2 separate regions of the Rattus norvegicus genome follow, and region 1 is linked to region 2. The links are chromatin contacts, called in public Hi-C maps. All regions are on one chromosome and are shown on one strand. The core of a region is the stretch at or near the end of the contact, and the rest is flanking DNA. Distances in the headings are between cores, read along the strand shown. Region 1 has its middle 470 kb from the start of Lrrc7. Region 2 holds the start of Lrrc7 (leucine rich repeat containing 7).

Region 1 (5,728 bases), core at 3,109-5,608, 470 kb before region 2:
CCTTCAAAAGAGAAGGGGAAGGTGGAATGGGAGGAGAACTTACCAGAGGGAATACTAGGAGTAGAGAAAGGACTGGCTGACATTGGATCTCAGTCACTCCTCTCCACCCAGCCCCCTTTCCCCAACACACAGTCCCTTACCCCACCTCCTCTTCCCTTCTCCTCTGAGAAGGAGGAGGACCTCCTGAGTACCAACCAACCACATCAAATCACTGCAGGACATCTTTGTGCCTGACAAAGCAGCCCAGTTGGGGAACTGGATCCACTGGCAGACAAGAGTTCTGTTAGTTCTTAAAACATCAGCTGTTAACACTAGAGGGCCACTTAACCCAGAAGCCCAGTCCTTGGCAGGGAGTTGAGGAGGATGGTATGGAGCAAAGAGAAGAGAAGAGGTAGGGGAGAAAAAGGGAAATCTCTGAAAGTGTAGCAGTGCCTCTGGAAGGCAAAGCCTAGACATGTGGTGGGAGTAGACGAAATGTGGAATTACAAAAAGAATCCCTCCCACGGATGTCTAAAAATGATGCTCCTAGCAGCTTTGGGTATCACAGTTGTGCAGGCAGAAAAGCATTTGATTAGCTCCCTGGCATTATCTCTGGGGTGTGGGTGTATTGGAAATCTACATGCACAGTATTCCTTTCAGATAATTGAGAGGGCATTGTTCTCTACATGCTACAACACAAAGCCAAAATCAGAAGCTTAAAACCAATGTCCCTCTCAAGGGTAAGAACACGGTGCTATGGCAATTTTATGCTTGGCATTTAAGTACAAGATCATGAGATTTAAGGTTAAAACAAAATTTCTGAATGTACCAGAATGAAAAGCACCCATACCCCACCCCTATCTTTCATTTGCTGTACAGTGTTTTTTGGAGAATTGCAGTTAGATCTTTTCCAACTGCACTTTCCAATATGAAGGTAGATAGTTCATTAGACTTAGCTCATTTGGGTTTCTCATAAGTTATAGCATTCTGTGAGGTCTGTTAGGTTTCATGGCAGGGTCCTCAGAAAGAAGAAACATTTTCTAAATGATTTCCATTGTCAAATAAAGGAGCTTTTGCTCAAAATTTGAGGAGACACTCAGGTCACAGGAAAACTGTTCTGTTAGCTGGTGCTCCATCAACTCTGTGATTTTTGACTTATCAATGCTTCCATTTCTCTATCTAATTCATCATCAATAACAACAATTACTTGCCAATCACATGTATATTCCACAGATTTGTTTATTATTTGCATTTCAATTGACTATTAGTGACTGTTAAATGTTGGTTTGGGGGCTGGAGAGATGGCTCAGCGATTAAGAGCATTGATTGCTCTTTCAGAGTTCCTGAGTTCAATTCCCAGCAACTACATGGTGGCTCACAACCATCTGTAATGGAATCCTATGCCCTCTTCTAGTTTGTGTCTAAAGACAGTTACAATGTACTCATATAAATACAAATAAATAATTAAAAAAGTTGGTTTGGAAACAGGGAATATGAGGTCATATATCAGTTATTAGTAATTTAAGAATTGCCAAATTTTGATGTAAAAGACAAGATAATAAATATCTCAGATTTTACAAGCTATATAAGTCTCTATTGAAGCTGCTTGATTCTTCAGTATTAGTCCAGACATAGCCAAGATAATACATAAACAAATGTCTATGGCTGTATCCATCCTGCCAAACTTTCTCTACAAAATGGAGTTACAGGATTTGACGATGTTTTGCTAACCCTTGAAATGAGCAGTGTCTTCAGGAAGAAGAGAGAATTAGACCCAACATACAAATATCAACACACTGCTTCTAAATCAGTTCATGGTCTTAGTTCCATTCTGACAAACATATGTGAAAAAGCACAGCAAAAGATACTTATAGGAGGATAGTAGGGCCTTTTGGTTAAGAGTTTGTACTTTGACAACAAGCTTTGGAATCAGAATCTAATTTTGCATCTTCTGAGCTGCATAAAGCCAAGCAGATCATTGCCTTCATAGTGCCTCATTCATCTGATCTGCAAAAGAATGACAGTATCAGTTGCCCCTAGTGTGAAGAAGCCTTCGATAGATACAGGAAAATGTGTGATCATCATCATCATCATCGTTATCATCATCATCATCATCACCTCCATCACCTTTCCTCTCTATAGGCTCAGCTTGACCTCATATACTAAGGAGTACAGATAAGACTACATACATTAAGCTCTATGTGATTCTTAGTATAAAACACCATTTAATGAGCAGTTATGATTCACATTGAGTTTTACAAATAAAGGAGTTCAATCAAAATAATTTAAAGGGAATCTTAAGTAGAATATATTTCATTACGAGTAGTAATACATCCTTTAAACCTTTAAATTGTCATTCATTAATTTACTTTTTGTTTATTTTTTTGACATACTTCAGAAGATAGAATTTTTGTTGTTGTTGTTGCTTTTTGTTTGGTTTTGTTGTTTTATTTTGTTTTCACTGTCTCACCAAATGGTTTGGCCCTGAGGATAGACTGACAGGAGAGCCACTATGGTGAATCACCGCTGTAATCCTAGCATTTGGGAGTTGAGAAAGGAAAATGAGGAGTTTAACGTCATCCTCCTCACTTAAAGGAATATGAGGCCAGTCATGACTACATAAGACTTGGTTGCTTTGCTCTTCCCACAGAAAAACTGTTCTGTGTCCTAATCTTTTCCTGTTAGAACTAGATCCCATTACCCTCAAGTGCTGGTACTTTGTTCCATATGGATCTCATTATCTAGGCACCTGCTGAGTGGAGAAATGATGGGCACATAAACCCAAGCAGAACAAAAACTAGAGGATGATTGGGGTGCTGTGTCTCCAAAAGACGTTATTCGCCAGCTTTACTCTGTGAACACACCTACAGTTTTTCTAAGATTACAGCATTTAGAAAAAAATTATACATAGCAAAACAAATTTTAAAAAAAGCCTTTAGTTCTTCCCATTGTAGGCTAATTTACTGTTTAGTGACATGATGGCCAATCTATGATTTGAAAAACAGCTACACAATTTACTTTTTTGTTGGTTTGCTCAAAGAAGTAATAAATTATAAGAAAAGCTAGAAAACATGCAAGGTTTGTTTTTTTATTTATATGTTTGTTTGATATTTGTTCATTTGTTTGTTTTGGCTTCTTGAAGTAAGAATTTTTCTATGTTTTCCACGATGTCCTTAAACTTCAGAACTAAAATGATCTCTTCTATCTCAGCTTCCTAAGTGTGTAGACTAAAGAGACTCCCACCACCAATCTTGCTTCAGGAAATGATTTAATAGTGGTAGGGTAGCACAGGTAAGGTGGTGAATAGCAAGAATTTTTTATTTCAGATTAGTTTGTTTTAACACAATATAATTATATCTAATATAAAAACCTACATAAGGTGATTCAAGTTTAACTATGTATCATGAATTATTGTTATATTAAAAATATCCTGATAATCCACTCTAGATTCTAGAGAGAATTTAGCTAAAATCACTTTAAGCGAGCAAGTGAGTTTAGCATAGGTTAGGTACATTTTATGATGAAACAATCTGGATGAAATTTGGAATTCAGAGGAGGCTAACATCATCACCTGCAAAGTGTAGCAGGGCAAGGGACTCTTAGAGAGTCATGGGCAGAGAATACAGGTTGAGAAAGCAAAAGGAGAAGTACATTGCAGTTGAAACTACAGCTTGAGCATATAAGGGTTCACTAGAAAGGGGGCAGCATCCTCCAGGGAGCAGCCAGGAAGCCTTTGAGACAGTTGCTTGGTAACCATCCCTCACAGTTGGCTGCTGTGTATGAGTCACTCAATCTTTTTGGCTGCCCAATCCATTTTCCACCCACACAAGGTTCAGAATTTTGAATGAAATTTAATTCTAAAACAGCAGATACCAGTGGTGACTATAAGATTATCATCCTGTTCATATCTCCCTAAGTCCTGGGGTAAACTCTTGGTGTCTGTGTACACACTAAGTCTCCGATCAATTCTCACTCAGATGCAATGCTTTGGGATGAAACTCATCTTAAAAATATTGTTTCATGGTTAACAAACAGTTCTAGAAAAATTGAAGTTTTAAATTAAGGAGAAAAAGATCCTGGGAAGGTGGGGAAATATCTTTCCAATGGGGTGGTGAAGTTGGGGAGGAAGAGATAAAGCGATAAAGAGTGGAAAGGGGAGAGGAGAGAGGGAAGGTTTGGAGAAGAGAGGAAAAAGATAATAAAGAGAGATCTGGAGGAAAGGAGGGGAAGGGTAGGGAAGGAGGGAGACACTTTCAGAGACGGTGCTTTTAGCATTGACAGCAATGGACCATGTTCATTACATCCCGTGTGTTTTCTTGATGATGAATCTGCTTCCTGTGTGAACAAATTGCTGACTTATCAAGAGCTGTTCTGGAGATCACCAGCATATGAGAAATTACAGTAGGTGTTGTGCTTACAGCATTCACTGTGTCTATGAGAGTTGCTCCAAAAACAGTCTCCTACTTGCTTTCAAAGAAGGGTAGAGATTGTAGCAATGAATCACAAGGTGATAACAAGAATTAGAGCGAGTGAAATGGTCAGCACAAGATCTAGGGTGCCTGGTACAACCTGCTAAGCCTAAGGAATTGTGGGGGCGATTTGATCCCATCTGCCTCCATTGCTTTTTATTCCCCATCACTTCTTTCTCTCTCCACCCCCACAAGCACATGTACAGCTGAGGCTATTTCCAGCTTGCTTGCAAAGACAGAAATCACACCCAGGCACAAAAGAGGTAAGAGAAGAAACTATTGGGAGTGGACCACATTTTTTGAGTAACTGAGCTGCAGAAAAGAGACCCGTAGTCCACATTTTATTCTTCCTATGGTTCACTTTTTTGCTTCAATCATGAATTCTAAAATAGGGGGAAAAAAGAAAGGAAAAGAAGGGCATGAATGTTAGAAGGAGATATTGGGAAAAAAAAGAGGAATCTGCAGGAGGGAGAGGGAATTAGAGGTCAGTGAAGAATGAATGTAATCACATTATCACAGAACTTTGTGGACAAGTATAATATTATACATTTTTAAACTAAATGTTTATATATAAAAGTATAATTCCTAAGACGTTTCTCACAATCAAAATGTGAAATTGTAACCATATGAAGGCAATTTGTCAACTTGGAACACATTTATTTCATTAAAACAATTTCTGAGAAAACAAATACCTTCAGAATTTTGGCCATTAACTGAACTGTAACAGTTTCCAGGAGAAGCAGAGTACTTCCATCAGAAAAAAAAAAAGAATTTCCCCTCTACTGAAGTGGAATGTTTGCTTTGTGCTTCCTGGAGACCAGCATCAGCCAACTAAGACCTGGGGGTGTGTTCATGTGCTATTCTTTTTTGATTCATATGTTGGGGAGGAAATGAGTCATTTTGATTAAGTGGCTTAAGCCACCTACTCATGCAAATTATGTGTGTAGCCTGTGAAGAGATAGAGCAGACTGCCATGGGATAGCCAATGTTCTTTTTCCAGGATAGTGTGGGCCTTGCAGGCTGCCCCTCTCAGGTTCTTGTTCCAATTGGACCCATAGTAAATTCTGCAGGGAAATAAATGTGTGTATGTTTGCCTGAGTTGTAATTTAATTGCCCATTATTATTAATTGCAAGTATCAGACATTTATATTACATATATTTATATTATCTTTATTGACTTTAAGATATTGAATATCAGACACATTATAGCAATAAAATCAATGTGCTCAAAAGTATATCCTTTCAACATCTCATCACGAGATAATTAAATTTTTATATAA
Region 2 (5,398 bases), core at 2,175-4,674:
TTTCGTGTTTTGTCTTCTGATTTACACATCTGTCTTTTAGTTCTTTGCTTCTTCTACTATACATTGTTCAGATTTTTTGTTTGCTTGCTCTTTGGATTTTTTTGGAGGGGTCTTTTTAATGTGCTGTCTTCTCTTGGGCTTGTAACCTCCACGTGTGACCCTGTGTTCTATAGGCAGGTTATATTTTCTTTTCTAAGTTCCAATAGTCTTCACCCATTATATACTTTTTATTATCTTTAGCTTTCAAGTTGATACCTAAATTAAAAAATGAACAACTTAACTTAAAAATGTAAAATATCATTCTCCTTAATGAAAACAGAATGTGAGTTTAAGAGAACAGTTTCACTATAAAGACCATCTAACAAATATGCTTAAAGAGTCTTAAACACCCAAGGTTATTTCTTACTCAAAACTTCCCCCTGACTTTTAAAAGTCAATACTGACAAAGCAATCGTTTTTTGCTTATAGTGCTCACTGGGGCTGATCTGCCCTGCCAAATCCTACCAACTCTGATATATAAGAACTGTATCTCAATGAATCTAAAGCCAATAAAGTTTTCTCTTACCCCAGTTACCAATATCTAAAGAAGCCAAGTTTTCAGGATATTAACAATTCTTAAAGTTGAAACAATGCCCTCTCTGCATGTAGTTTTAACCTTAATTGAGAATTCTTCAAAGAGGATATCTTTGTAAATATTGCAGACATCAAAAAAGAATTATGAGCAAGGTTTTTGGCACCTGACAATTTAACACCATCATGCCTTTCATTTTTAAATAAGGTTTAGGCCTGCTCATCCCAAGAATAGATTATCATTTCAATGATTTTAATAGTATAAGTCAAAGAACTTGATTAGCACCTCATAAAATTTTATAGCTTAATATCTAACCATATGTGGATGCATATTGAATAGCTAGTGTTAAAACTCTTTGGTCTAACTTTGTAAATTGTGATTTTTTTTTTTTGATGTCAGGCATCTGCATGAACTTTTCATCGTGTTATCTCCATATAATTAGAAGTAGTGTTGGAGACAGGAAAAGTTGGAGTTTAAAGACAATAGAACATTTGCAATTCAATAGTTCTATGATTCTGTGAAACCACTGACACCATCAATATACCCAATATACCTCATTGTATAAATATTGAAGGTGGCCAAATTTCCTTCAAAATTCATAAATCTTAGTTGTGGTGAGGAAGGTGTCCTGGGGCCTTGTAGCCAAGGCCTCTTTTTTTTTCTCTCTCTCTTTTTTCTTTTTTTTTTTTTTCTTTTCTTTTTTTTTCTTTTGTTCAGAGCTGGGGACCGAACCCAGGGCCTTGAGCTTGCTAGGCAAGCACTCTACCACTGAGCTAAATCCCCAACCCCACCAAAGCCTCTTATTGTCATTTCTAGTACTGTATTCATGTTCTACTACAAGATGTCTTTTGTCTGAATATTAATGCCCCAGTGTGAGATTATAATCTAAAGGTAAAGGAGAAAGAAGGCATGTGGTTTAAAATAAGCTACTGTGGTGGTACTTAATTTTAGTTTCTGGTTTTGCAAGCTTTTTCTCCCGTTGGAAAGAAAAACAATTTCTCATAGTGCGAGGACATCCCTTTGTTTATGAAGGCCAAAAGAAGTTACTTATAGCCAGCTATGATGCTGCAATGAATTTGAAATGTTTTGATGCAAGAGAGTGAATTATCAAATTAGAGTAAGAAGTTCTGAGTTCTACTGCACACAGTTTTCAACTCTGATGAGCTTTCTGTGTCTTTTTCATAAGGGTGGGCCCAACATACAGACTGAGAAAGAACATTGTAAGCTAAACTGAAAAGAACTGGAACCTTGCAAAGGATTTCTGTAATGGGGCATAAGCTGTGATGAGCTATTTTTAATAAATTTTCAATTCCTATCTAAAAGTTTTCGCAGTATCTCCTCCAACTGAGACATTGTAGCTTACAGTGAGATGTTCAAAGAACAAAACCCGGCAAAAAAATAAAAATAAAAAAATTCAACAAAGGTCAGGTTTTAAAATGTATCCTTTCAACATTTTTTGTCTTTTGTTTTTGCTATTTTCAGAACAAGTTTTACACTGTTTCACAACGCTTTTTTTAAATCTAGTTTTCCAAAATTTACTCCTTTCCCCTTCTATATGTAAATTAAGGGAAGTCTCCTTAAGAGTCTACTAACCTATTCCCTTTGCCCCGATAAAGCTGTAATCCTTTTCCTTGCTCATCTATAAATGATATATATCTCATTCCCCAATCTCTTCCTAGACAATTCCTGGCAGCTGTCAGGGGTGGGGATGGGGGTGGGGGTAGGGGAGTGAGGGGGAGAATGTTTAACCTTGAAGACTTTTTGTATTCCAGATCAAATATACATGCCAACACTTTTACTTTTCAGAAAATTGGGAGCTCACACAGCTTTGAATGTCACACTCAACTGGCATTGGAGAGAAAGAATGGGAAGGCTCCTAGCCCTATCACCTCTAAATCACAGGAGAATCCCCAGATAGAAGGAATTTGGCTTCACCTAGAGAGCAGGGATCTAAATATAGCACCGGTTTCATCACTTTTTAAAGCTTTTTGTGCATGTCTGTGTTTTTCTGTGTGTGCATTCCTGTGAATGTGTAGGGGAGAGCGAATGTTCCTGAGTTCAGAGGCAGAAGGAGCCGGATTGTGAATAGAAGAAGGGAAGTTGGGAAACACTTCTCATTTTTGCACCTCCCTGGAGCAGCAATCCCAGACCAAAATAGAAAGAAGGGGTCTTGAAAGCTGCCATTAAGTCTCTATGATAGCCACTAGGCTCACAAGCAGAGACCTTTCTCTTGGTCAGCCTGCAACCTGCAGCGGGCAACACAGGCAGGGAGGAAACCCCGAGGAGGCGCTCCTGGCGGCCTCTTTGCTGAGATAGCAGGAGCGGCAGCCTGCGGAGCCACGCGCAGCGTCACAGAACTGGTGTGGGAGCACCCAGCGCACAGGCCTATAGCCGCGGTGCTGGCGGATTCCCGGCGCTGCAGAACGCCGCGCCGCCAGCAGGAGCGCCCGGGGCCGGTGGGAGAACGCCCCGGGGAGCCCGCGCTGCCCGGTGCGAGCCTGATGACACCTGCTTTGTGTACTCCAGGCAACTGAGGGACCTAGAGAGCTCAGATGGCTGTCTAAAGGCTGCGGGTGATAACGGAACCAGAGAAAGCTAGAACATTTCATTTCTCCGCGGGACTGAGATCTTGCTCTTCCAAATTGCAGGAGTCCAAGTAGAGGTCACCAGGGGCAAGCAAGAATGGCTGAGGTCTGGGAAGGTGGTCATCCTTTCTGAGCCCTGGAAAATCTCCTTGACATTTTTCACACTTTGAAGCAGCTGCAGCTGGTGTCGTCGGAAAAGGGGGTGGGAGGAAAGAGAGGGGGCGGGGAGAGTGGGGAGTCACAGGCGCGAGCCAGGAGCAGCGCCTCGTCTGCCAATCCTGGCACCTGTGCGCCAAGCCGCGGCACCGCGGAGGACCCCGCTCTGGGCCAACCCCGGGCTCCGAGCCACGGCCACCCAGCCTCTGGGCCAGCGCGACCTGCAACCGCCCACCCAGGACCCCCGCCGCCACCCGCAGTTGCGGGAGCGGAGGAGCCCGGCCACTGCCTGCTGCGCCCCTGGCCACGGGGTCCCTCGCCTCTTGAGAGGCGTCGCGGCCGTCCGGGGCAGCAACCGAGTTGGGTACACGATTCGCCCGCGCTGCCGTTCTCTTCTCCACCCAGGATTTATTGTCTGTGGAGCCTTCTGGGGGCGGGGAGGGAGCTGCGCCTCCGCCGCCGCCGCCGCCACTGCTGCTGCTACGGTCGCTAGCGCGGCGCTCTGGGCGGGCGGAGGCCGGGGACTGGCCGCAGTGGTGTTCCCGGCGGGCTCCTGGTTCCCCCGGGGCACCTCTCCATCCCTGCACCTGAAGGGCAGTGGCACCATGGTCTGACACCGCATCTGCCCGGAGTCCCCTCTGCCTTTGCTTTCGGAGGACTTCCCTACTGGCTTCACTGCGGACCCCAGAGCACTTTAAGGAGTAACCCTCGGCAGCTGCAAGGCCTTCGCTCCCTGGACCCTCATGGGTAGTTTCTGCTTCCTGCGATGTGAGTAGGACACTGGGGGACCTCTGCCCACAGTCGAGGAGTGGGGATCTGGGAGGCTCAGGTGGCCCGCGTGCCTCAGCGTTGGGGCGGTTGCCGGTCTGTGGGAATCCGGCGCTAGCTGGACAAGTGCTTTAGGAGACCAGAGCTTTGGATGGTCGAGGGACCCTAAAGGGTTACATATTGCGAAAAGGAAAGGTGAGGAGCCAGTGTGGAGCACTGGTGCTAGGACCACGGGGTCCTGCGAGATATGGCCTTCTGCAATTTTTTTTCTTTTTCTTTTTTTTGTCCTGGGGTATCCAGTCCGCTTTCCCCGTGGTGAGGGACAGAGCAAGTGTGATCACACACACACACACACACACACACACACACACACACACACACACTTGTGGCAGCACACACTTGTGCTTTATCTTGGAAGGTGTATTACTGTCTTGCTATCTATAAAGGAATTATTGGGGTGTATGTCATTGAGGATAGAAAGAAAAGGGTGGGGTTTGGGGAGAAGAAGAGGATGGGAAGCAGGAAAGACTAAAGGACAGAAAGAAGTGGGAAAGGATGGGGAATGCTTTCCTTGGAGTCAGGGAAGGTGCCTGGCTTGGAGAGCCTGGCAACTCCTTTGTGTTCTGCGGGAGAAGCTTGGGAACCTCACTGGTTCAGCTCAGGGTCCCTTGGCATCCTCCGGAGTCTTTAGGGATTCAGGACATGCCTTGGATTGTATTTGGAAAAGGAGCAAAGACCCGCCAACATTGGGGTAACTGTGACACCCTGCTTGCGGACAATTAGCTGGGCTACCAGAGATCTCCTATATCACCAAATTTAGAGTCAAGATGGGGGCGGGATGGGGGTGGGGGCTGCACAGATTGTCGTTAAAAACAGTGACTTCATAACCGAGATGGCTGCAAAAATTGCTTCATTACACTACTTGGCCATCAGGATTGGGGAGAGAAAAGATCCGCCCCCGGCCCCCTCTCTTGCTGGTTGCCCCTCCCCACCAAGGCACAAAGCAAGTGGCACCTCACCAGGCAGAGAAGGGGTTACTTTCACAACTCCTGGGAATCGGCCTCAGGAAGGAACCATCTGTGACTCCCACGTTCCTTTCCAAGTTCTCCATCAAAAGGAATCTCAGAAAGCAGGAGGGGGTGGGTGGGAATAGAGGCAGCGGGCCTCCACCTGCTCTTTGCTATTACTTTCCCAGTACACTTAAGCACATCGGAATTACCTGCAGTGGTAATTGGGTCAGCAGGAGAGCATGTGCAACCGAGTCTCTAGATGGGGCTCTGCTGATGGATGAGAAGCAATTTGTGTTTGAGCATATTTT

What was found. A called contact is a pair of places that touch in the nucleus more often than the background predicts.
Region 1: a contact with region 2 is called in a Hi-C map of prefrontal cortex, with 7 times the contacts expected there. The contact joins the enhancer-like site here to the promoter of Lrrc7 in region 2. A contact is called at or near these places in 2 of 12 Hi-C or Micro-C datasets (frontal cortex and prefrontal cortex).

The regions. Positions count from the first base shown.
Region 1 is chr2:250,762,666-250,768,393 of GRCr8, reverse strand. No RefSeq gene overlaps it. Among named protein-coding and RNA genes, the nearest start is that of Lrrc7, 470 kb to the right of the region's middle. Within about 2 kb of position 4,358, at least 7 of the 93 cell types and tissues checked have an H3K27ac peak or open chromatin away from gene starts, as enhancers often do.
Region 2 is chr2:250,291,744-250,297,141 of GRCr8, reverse strand. Lrrc7 (leucine rich repeat containing 7) reads left to right here and starts at 3,424. Exons shown (of 27, transcript NM_057142.2): 1 at 3,424-4,080.